Regions from separate parts of the Mus musculus genome. Here all the other regions are linked to region 2. Evidence: chromatin contacts called from public HiChIP or PLAC-seq and promoter capture Hi-C data. All regions are on one chromosome and are shown on one strand. Each heading gives the region's core, a stretch centred on a gene start, on an enhancer-like site or on the middle of the called end of the contact. The rest is flanking DNA. Distances are from core to core; before and after follow the strand shown.

Region 1 (3,163 bases), core at 289-2,788, 430 kb after region 2:
GGCGGAGGTTGAGCCTTAAATGATTACCGTGTTTGCTTTGTTCCCGTTGAGCGGTTTTACTGATACTGATCATTGAACTCACAGAACTGGCTTTTGTTACCTAGGTCCGGGGGTGTTGTTCCCAGTTCCGGCTGACTGGTGGCACTTGCTGCCTGTTACTCCAGAGGCTTTGACAGCCTCCGTCCCCAGAGCCTGAGCCCCACTTTCAGGAGAGAGGCAATGGCTAGCTCTGCCACAGTGGCAGTCCCCGTGTTGAGACCCCATGATCTAAGAGTGGTGTGCTCCTCCCCTGGCTAGCTGTGTGCTCACTTCAAGGAGGGAGGGGGATGTGTGCTGCCTGTCGGGCAAGAAAGCTGTCCTTGCAGCGCAGAGCCCAGGTTCAGATGCTGATCTGGGGGACCCAGTGCACAATGCAAGTTCAGTTCTGTTGAGAAAGGATAGAGTTTCAGTATGGGTGACCCCGAGTGACAGCGCAGGTCATTTGATTGTGGTGCTGGCCCCATCATGACTTGGTTTGGTCTCCTCCACTGCTTACTGTAGCTTTCCAAAGGTCTTCTCCCCTCAGGGGACTTGAGTGGACCTTGCAAAAGTCTCTCTCTCTCTCTCTCTCTCTCTGTCTGTCTGTCTCTGTCTCTTGTGTTTCCCTCTTTCTTGTTTGCAGTGCTGGGAATGGAACCCATGACCTTGCACATGATGGGCATGTATTTTACCACTGAGCTACCCCACCTGGGTCCCAGCATGACCCTCTTGAAGTTGGCTTGAGGTTTTTCTGCACCCTACTTTCAGTCTTCAAATGAGTGATGTTGATCTGAGAATCCAGTCTGGTTTCCTCAGTGTCTGACATGCCTTCCCCAGTGGGCCTTGCTGAAAGCTGAAGTCCCTTACTCTCTGTGGTAGGCTAAGCTGACCAACCACTGAGGCTCTGACAGTTCACTGTCAATTGAGGGACCAATACAAATGCCCCCATTTCTACCTTGGCATTCCAGGAAGAGCCAGAGACCGATGGGTTAGTCCACGTACTTCACGGCATGTTTATAAAAATATTACTGAAAATTCAGACTGGAGGCGGAATGACCTGTAAAACCCAGGTTGAGTTTATTGAGCTTGTCCAGGTGCTGAGCCCTGTTGAGTGAGCTGCACTGGGGGAGTCTCACAGGGGTGACTCGTTCACACATACACACACACACACACACACACACACACACACACAGAGTGAGCTGCACTGGGGGAGTCTCACAGGGGTGACTCGTTCACACATACACACACACACACACACACACACACACACAGAGTGAGCTGCACTGGGGGAGTCTCACAGGGGTGACTCGTTCACACATACACACACACACACACACACACACACACAGAGTGAGCTGCACTGGGGGAGTCTCACAGGGGTGACTCGTACACACACACACACACACACACACACACACACACACACACACACACACACACACACACACTGCAGGCCCTGAAGACCCTTCTTAGTCATCCCACCTTAGTGAGCAGGCCTGAGGGCATTTGCAGGAGCTGATACAACACTGCTGTTCCCTTGTAGAGCAGCCGCTCTGCCCCATGGGCTAGAAGCGCTCTCTTTCCTGGTCCCTAGATTCAGAGAGAGGCAAAACCTCCTCTAAGAATGCATCTCCTTCCTCCTTGCTAACCCTGCCCCAGCGTGCTCCTCATGAATCTTTTAACCGTCTGCAGGCACTCCATGCTTCCCTTTCTACCCCTTTTCCTCTCTTCTTCTCTCTATCACCTGATTCCATAATCTTCTAAAATTAATTTTTTGCTAAAGTCCCCATCCCAAACGTAAATGTAACTTTTATTCATCAGACGTGATTGTTGTCTTGGAGGCTTACTGCTGGAATAAACTTACCCTTTCTAGCTCTTTCTGAACTCTTGGCTGGCTGATTCAGCTCAGTTGTTTTGGCCCAAACTCCTGTCTAAGCTGACTGATTCAAACTGGCTCCTCTCAGCTTTGGACTGAATTGCTCTACTTGGCCTTAAACTAACTCTGGCAGTCTGTTCTAATTTTCTGGGTCCTTCTCGTTCTCTGGATAATAGCCGTGTTCATGCACTTGCCTGGAACAGTCCCTCTCTGGCCATTTGGATTCCTGACTCTGGTAAGGAAGGCAGGCATTCTGCCTGAGGCTTGCCTTGCACCTCCAGATCAGTGAGGCAGCACCTGGTTGCCCATGGGCATTGCTTGAAATCAGAACAGAGCTAGCTGTGGGTCTGCTAAAGCTTTTCAGTGAGTGATGCCAACCCAGAGGTGAGAAGGATTGCTCTGAGTTGGAAGAGTCACAAGCAGGTGGGTTGGAGCCCTCAGGGAGCAGGGCATTGGAGGAGCCCTGGTGGGCAACCCTGGAGAAAAGAGTTCTGGCCCTACCTGACCCTCCTGTTTGATCTTAAACAGTCTGGTTTTCTACTTCTACAGTGGCCAATAAAGAGAGCCAGGCTCAGATCTCTCTCTCTCTCTCTCTCTCTCTCTCTCTCTCTCTCTCTCTCTCTGTGTGTGTGTGTGTCTGTGTCTGCTGGATATTAAGTGTAGGGCATAGCTGGTATTCTCCCACTGAGTTATACTGTCACCCCTAATATTTTGAGATAGGACCTGCTAAATTGCCCATACTACTGTAGCATCCATGAAGGGCTGCATGGAAGGAACCAGGGCCTGGGTCAGCCCAGTTGGTGCCAGATGTGTGATCTAAGGAGCCCTGCTGTCTTGTGCCTGGCACCGTTTCTCAGAATACAGTTTGACCTGTTAAGGAAGGGCAATTAGCCTAGTCATCTGTTGTCAGCTTGAGTGTGTAGGTCTATTAACCTAATTACATTGGTTATATATGTGGGAGGAGTACAGGATAGGCAGCCCTCCGGCACTCCTGTGTGTTTATTCTGAAAGTTCGTGACCCACAGGGAAAGCAGGAAGAAGCCCCATAAAAGCCACCTCATCCGCAGAGGCTGCTGCACCTACTTGTCTTGTTTCACAGCCATGGAGATCGACCCCCAGACATTTCAGATCTCAAAGTTGGTCTTCCAAGGAGGCCCTTGGTCCCAAGCGCACCAGAAGGCACAGACTCCTTGTCCAGGAACACCAGCTGCCCTCCAGGAACCTGCCTGAAGCCTAGCTGGACAGGAAGCAAGGGCTATCTGAAATGTT
Region 2 (2,936 bases), core at 343-2,842:
TCCTTTTACCCCTATTTATAATTTCTCCCCCACCACACCCCCCCCCCCCAGCACTCCTTAGCAGGCCGTTGCATTTCCTCCAGGCTTCCTGATTCCCTTCCTGTCCCTGCAGGGCAGGGGTCCCGAGGAGCTGGAGGCCCGAGGGCCCTACTCTGGTCCCAGGGCTTGGGGATACCTACCACCGTGGGCCAGCAGGAGGATGGACGTGGACTTGATCCCGAGAGCCTGGCCTGGCCGCAGCAGCAGCTCTACAGAATCAAGGCAAGCATTGGGGTCCGGGTTTGGGAGTGGGGAGGATGCCCAAGGCCAAGGCTATCTACTGCTCACTCAGTGGTCGTGATTGTTTCTTCTAATGGTATGAGGCTGAATGGTCTGGGTCAGGGGCTGCTAGAGAGTCTCCAGTGCCCAGAGGCCGGAGGACCTGAGGCTGCATTAGATGGACAGAAGTGAACATGAAACTTGTCCTGGCATTTGAGGGGGGGGGCACTATCTATACCCCAGCCCCAGACCTGAGGCTCAGTGATGAGTCTAGGAGGGGAATTTGTCAGGCTTGGTCACCCTAGTAGCTATAGTTCAAGTGGTTCCTTCTCTATACATAGCAATCCTGGTCCTCGGTACTGTGCTAAGTCCTCTTAAGGGACAGGTGGCAGGGTTAGGATCACCCCAGTCAGCTGTGGGTTTAGAGTCTGAAGCCAGTACTACTGCTTTTGCCTGTGAGCCATGAAGAAGGGACAAGGCAATGAGGGAGAACAATGTCCAGAACAAAACATGGCAGTGGCACTGGCAGCAGCAGTATAAAAGCATGTAGATGGCAAGTGCAGATGCAGCCAGTATAGGGTGGTATGGGTACCAGGAGTCCTCTGGCCAAGGTGAGGTCTGGGTGGGTGCGTACTAAGCCTAGGTCACAACTTTTTGTCTGCAAAATGGACTACCTGAGAGGTGTCAGGGGCTGATTTGACTGGTAGATGACATTCTTAAGTGCAGTAATTACTTGTGTTCACATATTTCTCCTTGGGATGTGGCTGACCGAGGGTTGAGACCTGCCAAGTAGAGAGTTGTGCATCTATGTTCCTGTGGTGGGGCAAAATGGAGTTGACTCTTTGCGCTTGCAGACTTAGCAAGAGATGCCTTGCAGACATTATAAGTGTTATGTGTGTATTTGTGTGGAGGGCGACCAGCTACCCAGAAACTCTACTCTCTCAATAGCATCTGCGATCAGATATGAGTGGTCTGCCTTCAGTGTACTGGCCTAGGGTTCAGTGATGGCTGTGGTTGTTGAGCGCGCTCAGGGCTGTTTCCCATGGCACCTTTCGGGACGAGCAGTAGTCGTTGCCCCATTGGGCATCCTCCGCGGCTACGTTTCTTTTCAGCGGCACTCCTAGTTCACGCCCCGCCTTCACCACCGCAAGACAGTGCTTGGCTCCTGAGTACGCCGCAGTCCCGCCTTTCGCTCAAGACTCTGCCCCTTACTCTTCTTGTCCTCGGACTCCCACCCGCCCCGTGTTAGAAGCTCCGCCCCACACCGTGGTTCTGCCTCTACAACGAGACCCAGCCTCCGCAGCAGTCCCGCCCCACACCACGGCCCCGCCCCCGCACTTCCGGGCGGCGCCGGCGGGGGCGCTCAGGCCTGGGCTTCAGGGCTCTGGGCTCAGGCTCCCGGCTCAGGGAAGCGCTTGCGGCCGCCGCCGCAGGAGCCTGCTGGGGTCGGGCTGGAGCCTGGTTCCAGAGAGGGCTGGTGAGAGTGAGCAGCCGGTTTTGGCGGCGCTCTGCGGCCTGCCTTGCGCCGCCTCCGGGCCACGGGTCGCCGAGCCGCCGCCGCCGCCGCGATGGGGGCCCCCCAGGGCCGCGCCCCCGCCGTGGCCCGCCCGCTGAGCCGCCGCTGAGCGCATGGGCCTCGCCGGGCCGGGAGCCAGGCCCCGGGCCGCGCCTCCACAGCCGCCGCGCGCTGGTGAGTAGTGGGAGCCGACGGGCGCGCTCCTGTGGCGCGGAGGCCTGCTGCCCGGGGCTGCGGGAGTAGGCCGCGCTAGGCCGGCGTACGCGGACCCGGAAGAGAGGGGCGCGCGGGTTGCGGGCGGGAGGCGTGCCGGAGCGCGGCCCCTGATGTGCGAGGTTGTGCCCGGCGTAGGGAGACCTGAGATCCAAGGGGACGTTGAGCGGAAGAGGTGGCAGGCTCCGCAGTATGAGTAGAGGCGTGGGGACTGCATGGTATGCTAGGTATATATGAGGAGAAGGGCTTGGGGGTGGGGGGGGCGATGTGCCAGGGACAGGACGATAGTAGGGCATGGGGAAAGCAAGGCCTGTTTGAACAGGACCAGGGACTAAGGAAAAGCAAGGATTCTAAGAATGATGTACAGGTGGGTGTGTGTCTGCCGAGTGTGGTGTACTGTTGATGGGTCTGGGACACATTTAGGATATGGGTGAGTGGGTGCTGAGAAGCTGCTGGTGCTAGACTGTGTGTGTGTCTTCCTTTGCGCTATCCCCTAGTCCCTATGAAAAAGTAAAGTAGGGACGAGTAAGAACAATCCAAGGAGGGCACTCTCTGGTGTGGTTTGGCTTGCCAGATAACCACTTGTCCTGGTGTTCATTGCCTTACTTAATAATGCTCCCCCCAAACAAAACAAATTCACCCAAAACCAAAGCCCAGAGCGAGCATTTTTAGTTGGGCATAAGGATTTTTTTCGGCTCATCTGAAGATAACTTGTAAAGAGTTCGCAATAACTGTGTACTCCTCCCCTTTACTCCAATGCGTTCCTTTACTCACAGTCCGTTTTGGAGAACATGGAGTCTGACTTTACCTGAGAGAGGCAGTACTAGCTGGTTTCAGTTTTAGAGCCCACTTCAGGGCCGAGAAAATATAGGGAGCACAGAGATTTTGTTTGATTTTTCAGCAGTATTGACTTGTCCTACATCTTTCAGAGAAACACCGTTACGACTTT
Region 3 (2,867 bases), core at 142-2,641, 280 kb after region 2:
GCTGGAGTGCTCTGAAAGTGGCTTTTTAACAGCAGCTTCCCCACCCTGCCGCCACAAAGTCCTGTTGCCCTGAGCCATTTTATCTAAGTGAAATTCCTCAACTCCTTTTATAGCAATGGCGACCTCTCTAAGGACCCCAGGGTCATACAGAGTGAAGGCCTACCCAGCTAAAGTACCTTTGCCCACCAGAGTTTGGGGTGAAATTTTAAATAACTGAGAGCACTTGTAATTGAGAATTAGAAACTCAGTACAGAATAGGTCTGGCCATGGCTTCCTGGGGAACAACAGAGGAGAGTCTGAGGACAACGAGAAACCAAGGCAGGAGGCGGTCCTCTGAGCACCTCTTTTTACTCCGTTTCAGAGGGAGCTTGCCCTCAGCCACTGGGAGATAGGTTTGGACATCTCGTCTACCCACTGACCCTCGGTTTACCCTGTCTGTGCTGTGGAGGTAATAACCCTGCTTCCTAAACTGACGAGAGTACTGAGTATGGGAGTCTGAAAGTAATGGTTAGGGACTGGGTCTCCTCACAGAGTCATTACACCTCCCCCACCTTGGTGTGTTAGTCTGTGAATTGGACTAGGGGTGGCATGGGCTAGCTGGCCTTTTATAGAAGAGTAGCCAAGGCTGGAAGGTTCTGAGAAAAGATTTATGCGGTGGGAGTGGATGCACCTCCCCCTCTCAGCCCCCTCCCCCCCCCCAACGCCGCCGCCTCGTACCTCCTGGCAACACTACCCACCTCACATGCCACCTCGTTCTCTCAAAAACCCTCAGCCGGCCCTATCTGACACTTCAATGTTATTGTTGGTTTTGACCACTATGTGATCTTGATTGCTAATTTTCTCTTCCTTGAGAGCAGGGACTGCGTCTGGGGCTCAGCAGAGGGCCTGGTACATAGGGTGTGGGCAGTACTTTAATGAAGAAGGCACAGTGAGCTCAAGTCTGGGTCCCGCCCCCCCCCCTAAACAACCACTACATACTGAAGTCTCTCCTCCTAGGTATGCGGCCTAGGGGATGGAGAAGTTCCCCATCCCTACCCCCCACCCCCATCTCACCCTGGATGGACTGTCATGGAGCCCTTGACACTGTCTGGCGTGACCTGCATGTGTGCGCGTCGTCCCTGAGTCGAGGCACCACCCAAAGTGGCCGAATGCCTGGACAAGGACTCGGCACCCGGCGACCCATCCCGATTGGCAAAAAGAGCAAGGTCGGTGCGCGCGGGAACGACGAGGGCAGGAGGCCAGCCCCGCCTCTCCAGCGCGCTACCGGTGCAAACTTTCAAAAGACGCGGCGGCGGCCCCAGCCCCGCCCAAGCACGGTTGGTGGCGGGCGCGGGGGCGGGGCGGGCGCGCCCGGGCCGGTGGCTCCGCCTCCTCCCGCCGCCGCCCGCGCCGCCCATCTGCCGCCCGCCGGTCGCCGGTGCAGCGGCAATGCCCCGCAGCCCGGCCGCGGCCCCCGGCCCGCCCAGCTAGCCCCGCGCCGCGAGTCTCGGAGTAGCGATGGGCAACACGGTGCACCGGACCCTGCCAGGTACGCCCGGAGCCGCGCCCCGAAGTGGCGCGGAGCGCCTGGTCCTCCCCGGGTCGTCGCAGCCGCGGAGCCCGGGTGCAAGCCAGAGCCTGGTTGCCGGAGCCCGAGCCCCGGAGCCGCACCCCTGCAGGGATGTGCGGACCCCTCCTGGTTTTCCTGGCCTTGGCCGTGCGCCCCACGCCTTTGTTCCAGCCGGAGGTCGCTAATGAGCGAGCCGGAGGGAGGTATCGGGGCTTCCCCCGGCCGGAACCCTTCAGGGGGGTTGCAGGGCGCGGGTGTCCCGGGTCTCCGCGTACAGTCCACAGGCGCCCCCGGCACACGTGCTAGTTCTTGGCGGCGTTCCCACGCGCGCCCGGCTGCGCCCCGTTCGGGTGTCCGTTCTGTTGGGGGCCCTCCCAGCCCCATCTGAGCCATTGCTGTGGGGCGCATCGCCCCCTAGTTAAAAGCGCCCTAGAATTTCCTAGACCCGAGAAAGGCGGTGGGCGAGGGGCGTGGGGCGGGCGTGCGGAGGCCGGGGGACGCCACGCCTCGCTGAAAATACCTAGTGATGGTGGAACATGTCAGCGCGCCGAGGCTGTCACTGCCTGTCTGCAAAGAATCGTCCTCCTAAGAAAAGACACCCCGATTTTACACAAGAAGTTTAACCTCAGTACAGGAGAAATGACCCGGTGACAGGCAGTGGTGGGAGACTGCATGGGCCCTGTCAGCCTGTCTGCCCCGCCCCTCACCCCCACTGTGTCCCAAGTCTTCAGAAGTGTTTGGGCATAAAACTGGGCATTCGGCATTCGCAGCATCCTTAAGCAGAGGCTCTCTCTCTCTCTCTCTCTCTCTCTCTCTCTCTCTCTCTCTCTCTCTCTCTCTGTGTGTGTGTGTGTGTGTGTGTGTGTGTGTGTTGGGGGAGGGTAGTTCAGAGAAGAAGCAAGTTGGCTGTAGGTCAGATTTAGCACAGCCCAGCTGACACCCCATCTCTGTTCTGACACCCCCACAGCCCTTCCTCCGGCAGTTATCCTAATAGAGTTGTCTCTTCCCCTGGAAGGGATTGGACCAACCTGAGACCTAAGGACCACTGGGGAGACAGACAGCCCCTTCTACTAACAAGCCCCTGGGTGGCTTTTACTGGATCATTCCTAAGGTCAGCCAGGTGGAGTCACAGGCTGGTCAGCTTCAGAGGTGGCTTTGGAACCTGGGTCTGTACTAGACAGAGTGATAACCGCTTCTTGCTAGGCTGAAGAGACCCAGCCACCGATCTGGAGGGACCTGAGGTCACATCAGAGATGGCAGTCACAGAAGCCCATGACGGAGACACAGTACATACTCAACTAGAATTCCTGTGCTATTC

Evidence for each region. Promoter capture Hi-C pulls out the DNA fragments that hold promoters and counts their contacts. HiChIP or PLAC-seq counts read pairs in DNA pulled down with a chosen protein or histone mark.
Region 1: a contact with region 2 is called in a FOXA1 HiChIP or PLAC-seq map of pancreatic cancer cells. The contact joins the promoter of 1700049J03Rik here to the promoter of Axin1 in region 2. A contact is called at or near these places in 1 of 39 promoter capture datasets (pre-B cells), 2 of 115 datasets of contacts at active chromatin or transcription factors (memory CD8 T cells and pancreatic cancer cells) and 1 of 9 other capture datasets (liver).
Region 3: a promoter capture Hi-C map of pre-B cells shows a contact between it and region 2, with 2.7 times the contacts expected there. The contact joins the promoter of Neurl1b here to the promoter of Axin1 in region 2. A contact is called at or near these places in 1 of 39 promoter capture datasets (pre-B cells), 1 of 484 Hi-C or Micro-C datasets (CD8 T cells), 1 of 115 datasets of contacts at active chromatin or transcription factors (pancreatic cancer cells) and 1 of 9 other capture datasets (adipose tissue).

The regions. Positions count from the first base shown.
Region 1 is chr17:26,564,533-26,567,695 of GRCm38.p6, forward strand. It overlaps 1700049J03Rik (a long non-coding RNA gene), which reads right to left and starts at 1,539. Exons shown (of 4, transcript XR_001782188.2): 1 at 1-1,539. The region is part of intron 1 of Ergic1 (endoplasmic reticulum-golgi intermediate compartment (ERGIC) 1); the gene reads left to right.
Region 2 is chr17:26,137,094-26,140,029 of GRCm38.p6, forward strand. Axin1 (axin 1) reads left to right here and starts at 1,593. Exons shown (of 11, transcript NM_009733.2): 1 at 1,593-1,948. Gm46600 (a long non-coding RNA gene) reads right to left here and starts at 1,659. Exons shown (of 3, transcript XR_001782196.2): 1 at 1,308-1,659; 2 at 180-248.
Region 3 is chr17:26,413,468-26,416,334 of GRCm38.p6, forward strand. It overlaps Neurl1b (neuralized E3 ubiquitin protein ligase 1B), which reads left to right and starts at 1,392. Exons shown (of 5, transcript NM_001081656.3): 1 at 1,392-1,528. The coding sequence starts at 1,498.